2 separate regions of the Hordeum vulgare genome follow, and region 1 is linked to region 2. Evidence: chromatin contacts called from public Hi-C data. All regions are on one chromosome and are shown on one strand. Each heading gives the region's core, a stretch centred on a gene start, on an enhancer-like site or on the middle of the called end of the contact. The rest is flanking DNA. Distances are from core to core; before and after follow the strand shown. Region 1 holds the start of LOC123430474 (fasciclin-like arabinogalactan protein 1). Region 2 holds the start of LOC123427121 (corepressor interacting with RBPJ 1).

Region 1 (2,709 bases), core at 19-2,518, 140 kb before region 2:
AAATAAACTTGCAGTCCGTGGATTGTAATGACGTTACTGTTGTTTAATCAAATCAATAAAGCTATTTTCGACGGCCTTGGAAGTCATGTCTAGATTGATGCTCTCTTCTGCAGCTCTGTGTCTGCTCTCCACGGTTTGATGTCTTGAAGCTCGCCCAAGGGCCTGAGATGAACAAACTGCATAGTTTGGCCAGATGGTGTGCGACAAGACTCCTCCGTAGTAGATGAAGAATGTCATGCCCAAGATGTTGCGACATTTGAAGAACCCACCAGCTAATCTAATGTTAGTAATTTTCTGCGAGCTTCTGGAATCTTCGATTGATGCAAAAAGGATGGTCCCGTACTGATTCGGGTGGCAGGGACGACTCTCATGAGTACGGCACACTCCCCTTTGCCATGTTTCTGACCATTACTCCCTACATATCCCTACCATCCTATTGATAAAAGGTGAAAACTACGAGTAGTAAGCTACCTTCACATGCAAACTCTGGAAATTACTGTTAGCATCTTTAACAGCTTCTAAAGTACATGTATCAGGAGTAAACAACTGAGTTTTCATGGAGATAGTTTTCACTAGATTCTTGCCAAAGATGATTTAGCTAAGCATTCTCCGTACATAAATTAAGCTGAACTAGTCTTGCAACAACAGAACCTTCCCCCATCAGTATGCCAAAAACAGTTCTGGAAAAAAACCAGCCAAATGGAGGAAGAGGACCAGAATAGATGGCAAGCGCATGAGAATCTTCGACCAGCATCCGATGATAGTTGGTTTGGATCGACTATTACCCAGCATAATTATCCTGCATATTAGTCATAGAATCTGCAAGCAGGCTCACTATGCTGACGGTGGTTGATTAATTTCTGCTAGCTTTTGAACATGAGAGATCTTATGGATTGATAAGATGTTTCGATGGCACGCTTCTTCTGAGTTCTGACTAAATAGGTACTACTGAAACATAAACTGGGAAGATCACCTTGTATCGATGTGGTATATAAAGGACTACTATCAATCAATGCCACGTGAACGTACAGTTTCCTCAGTGATTGTAATTAAGAGCACCAATGCAAGTGATACCTCACAATACTTGCATATTTTGGTTCACTCCACTTTCCAGCCCAGTAAATATGTCAGCATTTTGAATTGTCCGTTTATAAGTCCTGCAATTGTTACTAAACGAGTAGTACCTGCTATGGTTATAACTTGAGGGCCTCAAAATTTACTGCACATCTTCATTTTTTTAATTAGGTTACCTATGGCAACTCCTTCTGACCATATTGCTGTTAAGTCGAATTAAGGCGACATTAAATGGGCAAAGGAATTGAAGAAATGGACAACAGGACCCGGGTACAAGAAACAAAAGAACAAGCAACCACCACAGCTTGCCAAAAAGGAAAAATCACAAAGTTTTAACCTGAATGGCAATCTCTGATATTGGTGGTAGTAAACCCCAAGGGCAGGTCCTTACAAAGCCAGCTCACCTCACACCCTATCACACTCGACACTCGTCAGTGGTCATAGTTCATCACTGCACAGCTCTCCCACTCCACTGCCCTCACTCCCACGCCGACACTCGCCATAATGCGCCGCCTCCACCTCGCCGCCGCCGTCCTCGCCGTCATCGTCCTCCCCCTCGCCGTCTCCGCGGCCGGGGGCAAAGCAGCGGCAGCTAAGGCGCCCGCTGCTCCGCCGGCCCCGCCGAACATCACGGCGGCGATGGCCAAGGGCGGGTGCAAGGCGTTCGCGGCCCTGGTGGCGGCCTCGCCGGACGCGCACTCCACGTTCCAGTCGGCCGGGGACGGCGGCGTGACGGCGTTCTGCCCCAGCGACGACGCCGTGAGGTCCTTCATGCCCAGGTACAAGAACCTCACCGCCGACGGCAAGGCGTCGCTGCTGCTGTTCCACGCCGTGCCCGTGTACTACGCGCCGCGGAGCCTCAAGTCCAACAACGGCGTCATGAACACGCTCGCCACCGACGGCTCGGCCAACAACTTCAACCTCACGGTGCAGAACGAGGGCGAGCAGGTGACCATCAAGACGGACGCCTCCGACCACGCCGCGCGGGTCAGGTCCACCGTGTACGACAAGGACCCCATCGCCATCTACGCCGTCGACACGGTGCTCGAGCCGGTGGAGCTCTTCGAGCCGGCCGACTCCCCGGCGCCGGCGCCGGCTCCCGCCCCCGTCGCGGACGCGCCCAAGGCCCCCAAGAAGCAGGCGCGCCACCGGCCTGTAGCGGACGCGCCCGGGCCGGCCGCCGAGGACGCGGCGCCCGCCGACCAGAGGAAGAACTCTAAGAAGAGCGCGGCGTCCGGCGCTTCGTGTCTGCGATGGGCCGCAGTCCTGCCGTTCGCCGTGGCCGTGGCCGCCGCTCTGGCTTAGCCAAAGGGTTGTGGTGGATCTGTACGGGAGGTGGTGGTGTGTCGGTGGATTGCGTTGCGCGTGTCCTTTGTGTCTGTCGGTCAGTGCGTGTGCTCCTGCAGTGAAATTTCTATCTTTACTCTTTCTTGCCACATTGATGTTGTTTAGTACTCCCTCCGTTTTATAATATAAGGCCTTGTTTGGTTCCAAATAAGTCACCAACTTATAAGTTAAAAAGTGCAAAAAATGATTTATTTTGTCAAACATGTTCAACTTATAAGTCACCCCAACTTATAAGTCATAAGTTGCTCCACCCCAACTTAAAACTTATAAGTCACTTACTTTTGGGTG
Region 2 (2,936 bases), core at 154-2,653:
TTGGATCAATATGTGGTCAACATTGTCTTCCTCCTGGTCACATACAAAGCATGGCAATAGCTCCTCCTGAAGACCACGTCGAAGCCTCCTATCCGATGTCTATAGCCTCTACTGAATGGTCAACCATATGAAAATCTTGCATGTCAGAGGTGCCCAACACTTCCACATCCAGCTCGCAGCCGCCATCTTAGTCGCACCCGACCATAACATGTGATAAGTTGAGGCAGAGGTGTACACCCGAAGCTCAGTTCAGGGCCACACCGCCACATCTCACTGATTAGGGTCCAGCTGGATTGGTATCAAGATCTCCCAAAGTCTAATAAGCTGAACAAGCTTGTCCATAGTCAGATCTCCTCTGATGTCCAAAGCCCAACGATGATTCAACAACCCCTCTCGAACCGTGCGCCTCTTGACCGTTTGTTTGCGAATGAGACCGTGAATGTCTGGGGCGATCTCCTGAACCGTGGCCCCTCAAATTCAGCGGTCCTTCCAAAACAACGACTTGTCGCCTGCTCCTAGCCACCAATGCACTAGGTTGTTGAACGCCATCTCTACGTGAGGATCATGTGACATAGCAAGTCTCTGTCATGGTCTTGAAAGGTCAGTGCACCAGAGCCACTCCCATAAGCGCGACACTAATCCTTGCTTCCTCATATCCATCACTCCCAGTCTGCCCAACTCCTAGGGCTTGCACACCCGCTGCCAGAACAACAAGCACTTGCCACCATGGATCGCCTCAGTGCCCGGCCAGAAAAATGCCCGACATCTGCTGTTAACCGAATCCAAGGCCCATTTGGGCGCGGCTGCAACAAGCACATGGTGCATTGGCTTCGCCATCACCACATCCCGAAATCAGAACAAGCCTCCCGACACGTGTGATCAACCCATTTGACCAGCCTGGCATGAAATTAAGCACGCTGTCAACAATTGGTTGTCACTTAGTCCAGGTCAATTGCCAGATAGATAGTTGCAGCCCCAAGTATTTGCATGAAAACTGTTTCATCTTTCATGGTGACGCAACCTCTACTAATTCCTTGTCTCCCTTCTCCTCACGGATCATAATGGCTACAAACTTTGTGTAGTTAACGTGCAGGCCCGAAGCTCTTCCAAGAATCTGCATCACCTTCCTGATAAAATGGAGATCATCATGTAGGTCGAATAAAAAGAACTATATGCACGTATAGTGTCCTGATTCTATACGCTATAGTTTCTTCTGCGGTCACAAGGAAGAGACATATGTGCTACTAATCCATAAACAAAAGAAGAGACGCGCCCTCGCTCAATCCGGCCATCCAGTTCGGATCAGACGGTAGACACGCGCCCGGAGCAGCAGCCCGTGGGCGGAGAGTTCCTCCCGGCTCCCGCAGGCCCTTCCCCCTTCCCGTTCCCCATCTTCTCCTTCACCTTATCGGCGTTATCGCCATCACCAGTCATAACTCGCGGCCGCACGCGTCGTACCAAAGGAAAGGAGGGGGAAAAAAGGGATCTCCACTCCACTCCGCCCCGCGCGGTTCCAATCTGGTTCTAGGGCCGGCCGGCCGAGCCAGCAATCCACGATGGGGAAGAACCAGGCGTACAAGGCGATGCAGCGGGCGCGGCTGGGCTCGTCCTCCGGCGCCCCCGGCGAAGGGGAGGAAGACGGCATGGTCGGTCCCCTTCCTCACCTCCCCCTCACCACAGATCCTTAATCCCCCCTAGTTCCAAGCTCGCGACCCATCTCCGATTGTTCCCCCCAGCAAACCCTATCGAGATCTGCCGGGACGTCCATGGCGAATCTTGCTGCTTGTAGATGCTTTTTTTTTAACCTTTTGATGATGAGGGAACTTTTACTAACGAGGGCCGTCACAGACGGACGGTTCATTTCATTCTCCAGAGTGGCACGCGGCGCGCTTGGCCAGCCTCAACAAGACCCACACCCTCACGTGGGAGGAGTTCAAGAAGAAGCAGAAGGTATGCGCGGCCTCGGTTTGCTCTCTGCTGCCTTTGTTGGCGGATTTTAGTTTCTTTACTCTGTAATTTTGTGCGTCCTGGCCATGGTTTTATCCATGCTGCTGTGCTGCTGCTTAAGCTCTGCGATGTGTTATTCGTGCTCCTATATTTTTTTTTTGTATGTTAATGTACTGTATGATGGATGCTGAATTTCAAGCATACTGCCTTGTATGTGATGCCCAAGTTTGCTTTAGACTGGTATCGGATGGTGATTCACTTTAGGGCATAATGGTAAAGATTTAAGCTACGGTAGCGTAGGAGGGAATTAGCAGCCTGAACTTTGGCAGTGGAAGCTTGGTCCCTTGCCACCCAGGGTCCAGTCGCACTTCCCCTGTTTTGCTGACCTTTGAGTCTCTCTAGCGCCTGTTTGCCATCAGACATTTAGACTTGTGCTGCTCTAAAAGGTAGTATAACCATTTATCAGTGGCACACTGCTTATTGCAGCCACCCACAATACTTTACCTGCTTCAGAAGTCTAATGATGCCATTTACTTGGTTTTGATTCCTTTACTTGTCTTGGTTCTCTTTGATTAATAGCAACTTAGACAGAGTATGTATATGCTGTTTCCAAACAGATCAATCTACGTCCCGCGTTAGCTGGGGTGGCGTTTACTTGGCATACGCTTTATTGCTTTTGGCATTGACTCTGCATGGTTATTGGCTTACTGCAGACCAGCCTAAGCCTTTTTGTACCTATAATATCACTGTATAGCCATAGTTATCTATCATGAGTACCTCCATTGTAATTAATGATGCTCTTGTCCCCTATAGGACGAGGAGCTAAAGAGAGGTGAGGTGGAGGCTGATAAGGATAAAATGATGAGAGAGTATAGAGCTCAACTGGATGCTGAAAGGGCCCAAAAGCTTGGTCGTGGAAGAGATGTTGTAAAGACAAAATCATCTTCTTCCAAGAAAGGTAAATCAACTTAATGACATGCTGAATGATG

The links. A called contact is a pair of places that touch in the nucleus more often than the background predicts.
Region 1: a Hi-C map of seedling shows a contact between it and region 2, with 4 times the contacts expected there. The contact joins the promoter of LOC123430474 here to the promoter of LOC123427121 in region 2. A contact is called at or near these places in 4 of 6 Hi-C or Micro-C datasets (leaf and seedling) and 1 of 1 datasets of contacts at active chromatin or transcription factors (embryo).

The regions. Positions count from the first base shown.
Region 1 is chr2H:544,351,261-544,353,969 of MorexV3_pseudomolecules_assembly, reverse strand. LOC123430474 (fasciclin-like arabinogalactan protein 1) reads left to right here and starts at 1,268. Exons shown (of 1, transcript XM_045114345.1): 1 at 1,268-2,530. The coding sequence starts at 1,579. The coding sequence ends at 2,379. It overlaps LOC123427122 (mitochondrial proton/calcium exchanger protein-like), which reads left to right. Exons shown (of 15, transcript XM_045111080.1): 15 at 1-82.
Region 2 is chr2H:544,215,428-544,218,363 of MorexV3_pseudomolecules_assembly, reverse strand. It overlaps LOC123427121 (corepressor interacting with RBPJ 1), which reads left to right and starts at 1,403. Exons shown (of 5, transcript XM_045111078.1): 1 at 1,403-1,646; 2 at 1,849-1,950; 3 at 2,761-2,905. The coding sequence starts at 1,557.